Regions from separate parts of the Mus musculus genome. Here regions 1, 2 and 3 are each linked to region 4. A link is a contact called in public Hi-C and HiChIP or PLAC-seq data. All regions are on one chromosome and are shown on one strand. Each heading gives the region's core, a stretch centred on a gene start, on an enhancer-like site or on the middle of the called end of the contact. The rest is flanking DNA. Distances are from core to core; before and after follow the strand shown. Region 1 overlaps Trerf1 (transcriptional regulating factor 1). Region 2 has its middle 16 kb from the start of Trerf1. Region 3 has its middle 18 kb from the start of Gm36715. Region 4 has its middle 29 kb from the start of Ubr2.

Region 1 (2,700 bases), core at 113-2,612, 220 kb after region 4:
ACTATCTGTCTGTTTTTAAATTTATTTTTATTTGTTGAGAGAGAGAGAGAGTTACAACAGTTGGGAGTTGGTTTTCCTTCCACCCATTGTTTCAGGGATTGAACCTGGGTCTTGGGACTTGTAAGGCAAGTGTCTTTACCTGATGACTCATCCCACAGGCCCCATCATGTATTTTGAGCCAGGATCTCTCCCTGGCTGATGATCCAGCTCCAGAAAACCACTTATCTATCTTTGCACAGGGTACACATCTTGATTGACCTAACAATCTCCCATGAGCCTCTACTGAAAAAAAAAAAGTTCCACTGTGTCTTTTACCCAGAACCCTTGGGACAAACCATATCCAAGCCTCACCCCCTCCTGCCATGTGTGTGTGTGTGTAGGTGTCCATGTGAGCTCATGCATGCAGAAGCCAAAGATCAAGTGTCTTCCCCAATTGCCCTCCACCTTATTTTTTGAGACTTACTCTCTCACTGAACCTGGAACTCATTGATTAAGTTGGACTGACTGGCCAACAACCCCATGATCCTCCTGACTTGCCCCTCCCCCCCCCCAGCTGCCTTAGAGGTGGGCAGTAGCTTCTACATGCTACATACAGTGTTAGGGATCAAATGAGGGTCTTCTTGCCTTAGCCACAAGCACGCTATTGACTGAGCCATCTCCGCAGCCTTGGGTCTCTGACTCTTACTCAAATCAATATTCCATTGTCAGGCACTGCAGTGACCTTGTCATACCCCCAGTGCCTTACATATACCTGGACACAGCGGGCACTTAATAAATAGGAGATGAGTGACTAGAGAGCGTCGATGTATTCATGGTAGGACTGAAATTCGTTCCCAAGACTGCTGGTTCCCCATTCCAGGATACTGTAGACTCACCCTGAGCTGTGTAAGCCATGTGCCTTCCTTTTGGATTTCTGAGTCAAGTATTGGAGGCAGACCATTGGATAGGGCACATCCCCACTTGCCTGGCTCAGTTCTCTGCAGAGCTGAGCATGGGGAGGGAGGAACCGTGTTCCCTCCCTTGGGAGAAATAATTGTTCTTGGGGATTTTTGCTTGCTGTCATTAGTACATCTCCAGCCAGTGGAGTAAGGCGGCCTGCAGAGGACATACTTCTTGATCAAGGTATATAAAATACACATCTATACATATTGGTGTGCATGTATGTAATTTGTATGTATAGAGTTGTGTTTGGTGTTCCTGTTCTCTGGCCCACAGCTGGAACCAGTCAAAGAGAAACCAGTCAAATCTCTGCTTTGACTTTGAAATTTTCCATTGCTTTGTGATGAGGAGATAGTCTGATGTGGCCGTTGCGATTCATCATGCCCTTGACTGGGCATCTTGGTATCAGTTGATTAATATCTATGGGGCAATTTCCTCTTTGTATTAAGTAAGCACCAGAGGGGCCCATGTGGCCCTTGGAGGCGTGTGTGTGTGTGTGTGTGTGTGTGTGTGTGTGTGTGTGTGTGTGTGTGTTTTTTCGTGTGTGTGTGTGTGTGTGTGTGTGTGTGTGTGTGTGTGTTTTCCCATGGAGTCTGAAGTCTAAATTGGTGCTAGCTTTGGATCTTGTGGTTAAGGTTCCAATCCCTTTTGCCAGTTGGGGAAGGGGTGTTTTGCATTTTTGTGCAGGGTACCCCGAATCCTTGTTCCTGGGCTGAAGGGTGCTTCTTCTCTGACCAAAAAGAAACCTCTCCCCAAGTCACACTCAAAGGGCACTATTGTCGTTGACATTGCGACTGTGAGTTTGTGCTAGACAGGACACGCAGCAATGGGGAAAGGTAAAGGTGCCCAGGGAGTCAGAAGCCTGGGAGGGAAGCATAAGGGAAGAAAACACGTGGGTTCACTCATGTACGGTCAGATGTATTGACAACAGTCCTGAGCTCCCAGCAACATGGCTGCCCCAGTGGTGTTCAATCCCAGAACATTAAAAGCAAGACATGCCAGATCACACTCTGGAAACAGAGACACATTTTCATTTACTGATTTTTTTTTTAAGAATTACTTGATTTTTAATTATGTGTATGTTCCAGTGTGTGAGTGTGCACGTGAGTGCAGGTGTGTTTGTGAGCTGCCTTATGTGGGTGCTGGGAGTTGGATTTGAGTCCTCTGCAAGTGCGGAGCTTGATTTTTTTTAACTGCTGAGACACCTCTCTGCCTCCTTAACCTGAGTCTTAGCAATCAGGCCACGGTGCTCTGAACTTCTTAGAAAGAGTTAGCACAATGGGAGCACAAGGCTACACGGAAGAAGCTAATAGGAGATGTCATTAGGCAGCCCCCGGGAACCTACCTGGGAGAGGCCCTGGAGTATTTGTATACAAGTGACGAGGGTGGGGACAGAAAATGTGGACAAAAAGCTAGAATGTTCTTGCCTTTAGGGGACTTCCTCCTCCATCAGGGAGGTAAGACGGTTGTCTTCTTACAAGACTGTGACAGGCTCTTCTGCAGCCTTGCCCTTCCACTGAAATTTAGGAGATAAGCCAACTACACCACTTGCTTCCTCCCTGGAAGCCGTTGGCCTTCAGTCTTATGATAGCAGACTGCATCTGAGCCATCCTCTCAGAAGAGACCAAAGGGACAGCTGTTGCTTCCCTATGCTTGTCCCAGAGCACGCTATACCTCACGAAGTCCCTCACTGGGGTGGTCCAGTCCATCTTCTGTGTATGAATTGTCTTAATCTAAATTCTGTTGCTATAACTAAATGCT
Region 2 (2,716 bases), core at 13-2,512, 170 kb after region 4:
TGTTTAAAGAAACTGCTCAAAACAGAGAAGGCTGTGGGGAGCAGGAAGTGGGGAAGACAAACCCCATCTTCAGGATGCTTCTAGGCCAAAAGAGGGGCAAGACCCCTGCTGCAGGGACCCACTTCTGTCTTGGGGAGCGCCCCATTGGAGTGGAAGACAAAGTTCTCCTGAGAGAGACTCAGTCTGATGGCTAAGGCCTAGGGAGAGACACCTGATGCTCTCGAAGTCTGATGGATCCATATTCACAGGGACTCCCAGGCTGACGGGGGAAACAGACCTTGTTCCTGCAACTGGATGGAAGAGTGTGGAGCCTTCCTTCTTTTCAACGCCACCCGATGATGGATGATCCAAGACAGGGCCCTCAAGGGAGCAGGCAGGAAGAGCAAGGTGTGCTGAAGCACGCCACCTTGGATCCCAGCACCTTGGGGGCAGTGGCAGGCAGATCTCTATGAGTTCAAGGCTAGCATGTCTGCAGAGTGAGTTCCAGTTCACCATATAGCTGAGACCCTGTCTTGAAAAAGACTAAATACAGAAGAAAAGGAAAGGAAAGGAAAGGAAAGGAAAGGAAAGGAAAGGAAAGGAAAGGAAAGGAAAGGAAAGGAAAGGAAAGGAAAGGAAAGTTAAAGCAGCCATTGAGGGGTGCAGGCTCTGAGCACCTCGATGACTTGGCTTCTGTAGGCCGCACTCCATCATGACGTGTGTGAAATCTGTGCTCTCTTTAATGGTATGACTTCAGAATCATAAAAATACTTAAACAGTGTTTGTTGTGTGCATGCATGTGCACGTGTGCGTGCATGCGTGTGTGCATGCATGCATGTGCGTGTGTGCGTGTGTGTGTGTGTGTGTGTGTGTGTGTGTGTGTGTGTGTGTGTGCGTGTGTGTAGGTGAGAAAACAACACACAGGAGTCAGGAACCAATTGTAGAGGTCGGGCCATCAGACATGGCGGCGAGCTGAGCCACCTTACCGGCCCTGCTGTTGGTCATGTTTCGCATCTATAACTGAGGGCCGAGGCCGATTCTTTGGCTGGACTCTTCATGCTGAGAGCTATGAGAAGATGGTTTGCAGTTGGGTAAGAGTCAGGGGCTTCAGAAATGTGGCTGCGGTTCCCTGGCCTTTTTCTGTATCAGAGGCAGACAGATCCTTTAGGGCTCTCACTGTCGAGGTCAGAATGTACGAATCTTGTAGGAAGGACCTTAGACACCACCCAGCCTGATGTTCCCATTTCACTCTGGGGATTCAGAGAAGGGGAAGGTTTTTCTCAGTAACGCTGAGAGGCCGTGCTGAGCTCAAGGCCTGGCTCCCAAACCTGGTTCCCCTTATTGCTCAGCACAGGCTGAGCCTGGTGATATCAGTGGTCGGGGAGGCTGTGTGGCAGGCTATGCCGAGTCACTCCCCTGCACGATCTATGCCTGGAATAAAGGCTAAACACTGCTGTAACTTCAGGACCCACCGACTCTGGCTCCCACCTCCTCCCCATCATCCCCTGCATCATAATCAGAAATTGCCCTCACTCAGACTACACTAGAGCTTGACATTCCTGCCTCAGGACCTTTGCCCTTGCTTTTCTTTTTGCCTGGAGTATTCCCTCACCCTACCCCACCTCAGATGTCCCATGTGTCCTTTGGGGGGGTGGTTCTAGACAGGGTTTCTCTGTGTAGCCCTGGCTGTCCTGGAACTCACTCTGTAGACCAGGCTGGCCTCGAACTCAGAAATCTGCCTGCCTCTGCCTCCCGAGTGTTGGGATTTAAGGCGTGCGCCACCACGCCCGGCACCCACACGTCCCTTTGAGACTCCTTCCTTGACCCTCCAGGACTAAGTCCGTTTCTTCTGAATCATTCTCTGCCCCTCCACCCCGTGCTGTCTTCTCCAGCGTGTGTATAACCACACAGCTTGCTGTATATTTATTTATCCAGTATGTCTCCTTGTAAATCAGAAACACCGAAGTGTGTTCTCACGGCTACATGTCCCGCATCCAGATCATTCGTGACACACAATAGATGCTCTGTTCTTAATTGTTCAAAGGAAAAGGAGAAGAAGAGAGGGAGGTAGGGAGAAAGAGAAGGAAGGGAGGAAGGGAGGAAGGAAAGAAGTAAGAATAATCACACATTGAACTGCAAGGAGCCCAGGCATTGGTAGACCACTTTCCTAGCATGCTCCGAAGCCCCGGGTTTGATCCTTAGCATTACAGAAGCTAGGTGTAGCTCAGTCTGTAATTCCAGAGCTCTGGCTCTTATCTTTCTGGTGGGGTGGAGTGGGAACGTTCCCTGTCTGATCTTAGCTCTGTCCACTTGTATGGGCTTCACCTGTAAGTGAAAAACTAGGGCTGAATCACTCAGAAGAGTCAGTGTTGGGGCTGGAGAGATGACTCAGCTGTTAAGGGCACTGACTGTTCTTCCAAAGGATGTAGGTTCAATCCTTAGTACCCACATGACCAGTTACAACTGTCTGTCCCTCAATTCCAGGAGATCTGAACCCTTTGTGCCCTTCTGGGGCACACACATAAATGCATACCAAATCAAATAAACAAAATTTTAAGAAAGAAAGAAAGAAAGAAAGAAAGAAAGAAAGAAAGGAAGGAAGGAAGGAAGGAAGGAAGGAAGGAAGGAAGGAAGGAAGGATGAGGCAGTGTTTGCAAGTGCTGAGGCTCTACAAAGACCTACAGCTTGACCTTGGCTTTACCTTACCAAATGATGGGTTGGAGGGTAAATGTGCTGA
Region 3 (2,700 bases), core at 49-2,548, 140 kb after region 4:
AGGCTAGCTAGCCTAGCTACACAGAGAGACTATCGCCTTAATACAACTCTTTGGAACAAATATTGTTCTCATCTTGGAGATGAGATAGGTTGGTTTAGGTTTAAGTTAAAAAAAAAAGTCTAACAGTTTTCCTGGAGTCAGAGAGCATGTGAGAGACCAAAAGTTTGGAGAAATTGCTCAGGGGGTAAAAGTGCTTGGCCAGGGCTGGAAAGATGGCTCAGTGATGAAGAGTACTGATTGCTCTTCCAGAGGTCATGAGTTCAATTCCCAGCAACCACATGGTGGCTCACAACCATATGTAACAGAATCTGATGCCCTCTTCTGGTGTGTCTGAAGACAGCTACAGTGTACTCATATAAATATAATAAATAAATAAATCTTTTTTTAAAAAGTGCTTTGCCTATAAGCCTGACAACAGGAGTTTGGTCCCCATCACCTACATAAAATGGCTAGATGTGGTGGTCAACTTGTGTAGTCCCAGTGTTCCTACTGAGAGATGGGAGGCAGAGGCAGACGGATTGCTGAAAGCTCTCAAGGCCAGCTAGCCTAGAGTAATAAACGCAGTAGCAGGGACAAGTTGAGATCCTGACTCAACAAAGTGGAAAGAGAACGTGTACAGAAAGCTGCTCCCTGCCCTCCACATGTCTGCGGTGGCATATATAGTCTCCCCTAAGATAATAATAGTAATAATATCTCTAAAAGCATCTTCATACAAAACTTACCGGGGAAAACAGTTGATGGAATTTACTGCGCAATGGCCCAGGCCACTAGGAAAAGAGCTGGAAAGGGGAAGGATTGGGGTGGAGGTGGGCGGCCACCTACTAGGGACATAGAGATATGCCTTCTCTTATCCCTGTGAGAGACTTGACCAGGTCACTGGAGCCTCCCATGACACAGCCTAGGTCTTAACCAATGCAGTCAGTCTAGAAGGTCAACTTCTGACTCTCATGTGACTTGGATTCTCAATTGGGATGTGACTTAGTTAATAGAGTAGGTTTAGATTTGTTTACAAGTGAGGTTTTCTTTTAAGATGTCCTTGACTTCTCCGTAACAAATATGCACTTATTCTATGATTTAAAGAAGTTATTAAAAATAAAATGTTCTTTTGCTTATCTATAATGAATTCATCTTGTGATTTATAGCATTTTTTAAAAAGTCATTAAAAAGAAAACAGTACTGCAAAGCGACCAAACTTTGATGTAGACTTCTTCCTGGCAGGCATCCTAGGGACAGCTGGGAGCTGGTGTTCCTCCTCCTGTGTGGGCGGGCAAAGCTCGGGCTGTCCACGCAGGCGATTGGTGGGCGTCGATGGGCTGCAACTTCTTATCTACTTCCTGGCCCATCCTCGCTGTCCGCACAGGGGCTGTGGCTGGGGGCCTCTCTCTCCACTGCAGAGGGAAATGCATACTGATTGTATTTCAAGGTGGGAAGGATATTAGGGACCTTCGCATTCGCTTGACTATAAGCCGAGCCCTGAAGAGGTCACGTGACTTGGCTCCATTTTTTTTTTCCCCCTACAGCCTAAACCTGGGACCTGATTCTTTGTCAAGAGCTATGGGAAGTAGTTGTTAGGGAACAAGGAAGTGTCCCTTTTTTCTTGTTGTTGTTGAGACAGCATGTAGCCCAGGCCAGTCTCAAGCTCTCTATGTAGTCAAGGATGACTTTGAATTCGGATCCTTACACCGCCACATGAAGGCGCTACCACGCCCAACTTTAAGAGGTGCTGGTGTTGAACCTAGGGCTTTATGCATGCCAGGAAAACTCCCAATCAACTGAGCCACATCCCCAGTGCTGAAGTGTTATGTTTAATTCTAATTTCAGAAGACCCTTCAACGTGAAGTTAAGGCTTTTACAGAGAATTAGATAATTTACCCCTGGTTGGAAAGATCAGGGGCCTCTGCTTTAAAGTGAAGTGGGCGATTTGGAGTGAGTGTCTAGCCTGGCTTGTGGAGGATAGATTAATTGTCCCTTCGTATCGTTTAGTCAACCCCACTGCGAGAGTGACCTGCAGACCATGCCCTCGACCTTCTGTCCCTTTAGAACCTATAGCCTGCTGTCCATTGAGGAACACTTCTATGCTCTGTAGATCTTTGGGCCACAGATGTGGACATCCTCCATCCTGCTGGGTGCCAGGCATCAGGGAAGTGAATATCTGGTTGCTTTATGAGCCCAGGAAAGACACCTCTTTTCCTCCCAGACCCTCCAGTTCAGGGGGCTGTTGGATCTGCACACATTCATTAACCACTCACTGTGTGTCAGTTCGCTGGCATGCATGGCTTCATTTTGTGGGTCATATAACTGTGAAGTCTGGTCCGTCTTGGAACATGGTTATCTCTGCCGACCTAGCACTTGCATAATTAATCACCATGGCCGTAGGTTCGAAACACAGGCCGTCTGATTCAGAGTTCAGCCACAGTGTGTAAGCAAGTGGTTTGAGGGATGGGGCCTCTGTAGGAGGAGCCTTTTCTATTTTCCAAAGACTCGTGGAGATGAGACAGGAGAGACGTGACAGGAGAGAAGCTGCGGGCAGAGTGGTGCTGGAGACACGGCTGGAGGTTAGCGCGCGTGCTACCCTTGCCTATGACCCAAGCTAAGTTCCCAGCATCACCCCCAGGCTGCTTACATCTGCCTGCCACTCCATCTCTAGGGGATCTGACACCCTCTTCTGGTCTCCATGGACATGGCACGCACCTCTGTGTA
Region 4 (2,700 bases), core at 136-2,635:
CAACAAAGACTGGGGTCGCTCCAAAGAACTATTTCTAAACAGGTACACTTCCCCCATATCCTAATAACCTTTCTTTCCCACTACCTCTGATGGGTGGTGGACTAGTGGGGAGGTTGGACCCTTACTAAAGTAGGTTGAAAAAAATATGCCAAAATGTTTGTATATGCCTGATGATTTGAGTTTATTCCTATATTCCTCAAGGTAGCTGGAGAGGTCTGAGAACTTCCCTTTGACCTGTGCACACTCCCTGTGACCTGTGTGTACCCACATTCACACATTCTTGAACATGCAGTAAACAAATATTTAAAAAGAAAGCAGCGTGTGGGAACCAGCAGGGATGTAGGTCAGTTGATAACAAGCCTGCCTAGCCAACATAGGGTCCTGGATCCATCCCTGGCATCTTAAGTGTGGGATGATGTTGAAAGAAGCACTTTGGACTCATCCCGAGATAGGGTTCTCCCTCCCCTTACTCTGTGCATGTCCACCTGTCTATCATCCTGCAGAACAAGTACAGCTTTGTACCATGACATTCCTAACCCAGACTTCAGGATTCTTCACCATTCATATCGATTCTGTCAGTGGACCAAACATCGACCCTGCCCAGGGACTTGAACACAAGCAGAAGGTCCTGCATTCCCTGTAGAGTACGAGTTCAAGTCACTAGGTCCTCTGCCTTTGATTCTGCTCATTGCAAGGACACCCTCACCCTCCTCTCAAGTGGCCCTTCAGGCAGAGACAACTAACTACTCTCTAGGACTGTGTTTGAAATGACCTTGGAGCCTTCTTCAGATCCGTTTCCTCCGCGATACTGCTGGGAGCCTGCAGGGGGCGCTCCTGTCCAGGGCTGGCATCCTCTCAGGCTCGCCTTTCTCGGTGGGGCTGGGCTTTCTTATGCCTGCAGTCTCTCTTTAACAATGGAGCTTGCGTTTGTTTAAAATTGTGACTGGTGGCACAGCTGGGAGCCCAGAAGTACTCTGTGTCGCTTTGTTATTTTAGGTTTCATAAGCAGCTAGAAAGTGAAATTCAAAATGACATCTTCAAGCGGAAATCAAGTCCTTCTCCTCCCGAGCTATGTATATTGGGATGCCCTTCTAGCAACCAGCCATGGTGCCACGCCAGCAGCCAGAATGCCAGTTAAGATCCATGCCTACTTTTTAGTAGTAGGGACTTGAGAACAAGAAGCTCTGCGTGGCACAGGGTGAATTCTTCGGAGGACCAGTCTGAGACAAACTGAAATTTGATCTCGCCTGAAATTTCTTCCAGTTGACAGAGCTTCTTTTTCATTCAATAAAATGAAACACAAAATAAAGCAAAGACAGAGGTTCAGGCATAGCCGTTGAATTACCCCTAGTTAATATGTCACCACAGCTTAGAGTAACTTGAATGTCTGAATCAGTCTTATCAGATGGTGGCAGAATTCCTGGAGAATTGGTATTTCATTGTGGAGGAACCAAGGAATTGCCGGCCCTGCCAACAGAAGACAAACTAAGACTGGGCTGTCTGACTTAGCAAATACAAATATGTACACTCAGTTAACTGTGAATTTCAGACACCGAACTCAAACATTTCATTTCATTTTACTTGCTTGAGACAGGGTCTCACTGAAATTCCCTATGTAGACCAGGCTAGCCTGGAATGTGCAGAGATCCACCTGCCCCTGTCTTCCAAGCCCTGGGATGAAAAGTGTGCACCACTATTCCTAATCTTCCTTAATTTTTAAATTCTCAGTAAACACTAAGAGCAAATCTGGTCTCCTGTTGAAATTCAAATGTGCAGGGTGTGATGCCTGGAATGTTCTGGAATCAGGCAGAACTTTCTGAGTTTGAGGCCAGCCTAGTTTGCACAGTGAGTTCCAGTCAGCCAGAATAGCCAGTGAGACTCTGTCTTAGCCCAGGGGGTGGGGCTGGGGGAGAGAAAGAAGTTAAGATATAAATAAAAGTCCTATATTTCATTTGGTATACAAAGTGGAAGAGAAAAGTTTTTTTTGTTTGTTTTTTGTTTTTTTTTTTTTAAATTTAGCCCAGTGGGTTCTCAACCTGTGGGTCATGACCCATTTTGGGGGAACAAACAGCCCTTTCAAGGGTTCACAGATCAGCTGTCCTGCAAATCAGATATCTTGCATGTCAGATGTTTACATCACAACTCATGACTTTAGCAGGATTACAGTCATGAAGTAGCAAGAAAAATGATGTTATGGTTGGGATTGCCACAACGTGTGGCACTGTATTAAAGGGTCACAGCATTAGGAAGGGTGAGAGCCACTGCCTAAGAGCTTCAGCATCATTTGGCAGACATAGCCACCGTGAAGGGTTTGGGGTGTGTTATCCCATCCACCATCCGTGAACATACATAAGTATTTGTGTATTCTAAACCTGGTTTCCCTATTGGCTAGCTAACTGACTTTGGGAGAGTAACCTAACTTCTCTGGATTTTAAGTTTTCTTTCTTTCATGGTTATTTATTTTTATTTTGTATGTATGAGTGTTCGCTTCATGTGTGCATATGTGCTCTGTGTGTGCCTAGTGTCCTAACAAGTCCTCGGAGCCCAGAAGAAGGCAGCAGGTCCCCTGGAACTAGAGGTGGTCACAACCTGTGACCTGTCATGTAGGAGCTGGGAACCTATCCCAGGTCTTCTGTGAGAGCTCATAACTGCTGCTGAGCCCTCTCTCCAGTCTCCATTTGTAATGTTAATTGTCAAACT

Evidence for each region. Hi-C and Micro-C count contacts between places; a contact is called where the count stands out from the background. HiChIP or PLAC-seq counts read pairs in DNA pulled down with a chosen protein or histone mark.
Region 1: a contact with region 4 is called in a Hi-C map of bone marrow-derived macrophages, with 31 read pairs. The contact joins two enhancer-like sites. A contact is called at or near these places in 1 of 15 datasets of contacts at CTCF or cohesin (the NIH/3T3 cell line), 8 of 484 Hi-C or Micro-C datasets (the G1E-ER4 cell line, the N1E-115 cell line, bone marrow-derived macrophages and 4 more), 6 of 115 datasets of contacts at active chromatin or transcription factors (astrocytes, bone marrow-derived macrophages, embryonic basal ganglia and 3 more) and 1 of 9 other capture datasets (embryonic stem cells).
Region 2: a contact with region 4 is called in an H3K4me3 HiChIP or PLAC-seq map of bone marrow-derived macrophages, with 3 times the contacts expected there. The contact joins two enhancer-like sites. A contact is called at or near these places in 6 of 484 Hi-C or Micro-C datasets (the C2C12 cell line, brain, cerebral cortex and 3 more) and 5 of 115 datasets of contacts at active chromatin or transcription factors (CD8 T cells, bone marrow-derived macrophages, extraembryonic endoderm stem cells and 1 more).
Region 3: a Hi-C map of cerebral cortex shows a contact between it and region 4, with 2.7 times the contacts expected there. The contact joins two enhancer-like sites. A contact is called at or near these places in 5 of 484 Hi-C or Micro-C datasets (cerebral cortex, embryonic fibroblasts, embryonic stem cells and 1 more) and 3 of 115 datasets of contacts at active chromatin or transcription factors (bone marrow-derived macrophages, extraembryonic endoderm stem cells and trophoblast stem cells).

The regions. Positions count from the first base shown.
Region 1 is chr17:47,259,864-47,262,563 of GRCm38.p6, forward strand. All of the region lies in intron 1 of Trerf1 (transcriptional regulating factor 1), which reads left to right. Among named protein-coding and RNA genes, the nearest start is that of Trerf1, 31 kb to the left of the region's middle. Within about 2 kb of position 1,363, at least 9 of the 459 cell types and tissues checked have an H3K27ac peak or open chromatin away from gene starts, as enhancers often do. A contact at or near this core is called in bone marrow-derived macrophages, where this site is marked.
Region 2 is chr17:47,213,004-47,215,719 of GRCm38.p6, forward strand. It overlaps a transcript of Trerf1 not described here. Among named protein-coding and RNA genes, the nearest start is that of Trerf1, 16 kb to the right of the region's middle. Within about 2 kb of position 1,263, at least 45 of the 459 cell types and tissues checked have an H3K27ac peak or open chromatin away from gene starts, as enhancers often do. A contact at or near this core is called in bone marrow-derived macrophages, where this site is marked.
Region 3 is chr17:47,173,558-47,176,257 of GRCm38.p6, forward strand. It overlaps a transcript of Trerf1 not described here. Among named protein-coding and RNA genes, the nearest start is that of Gm36715, 18 kb to the left of the region's middle. Within about 2 kb of position 1,299, at least 106 of the 459 cell types and tissues checked have an H3K27ac peak or open chromatin away from gene starts, as enhancers often do. A contact at or near this core is called in bone marrow-derived macrophages and cerebral cortex, where this site is marked.
Region 4 is chr17:47,038,221-47,040,920 of GRCm38.p6, forward strand. No RefSeq gene overlaps it. Among named protein-coding and RNA genes, the nearest start is that of Ubr2, 29 kb to the left of the region's middle. Within about 2 kb of position 1,386, at least 58 of the 459 cell types and tissues checked have an H3K27ac peak or open chromatin away from gene starts, as enhancers often do. A contact at or near this core is called in bone marrow-derived macrophages and cerebral cortex, where this site is marked.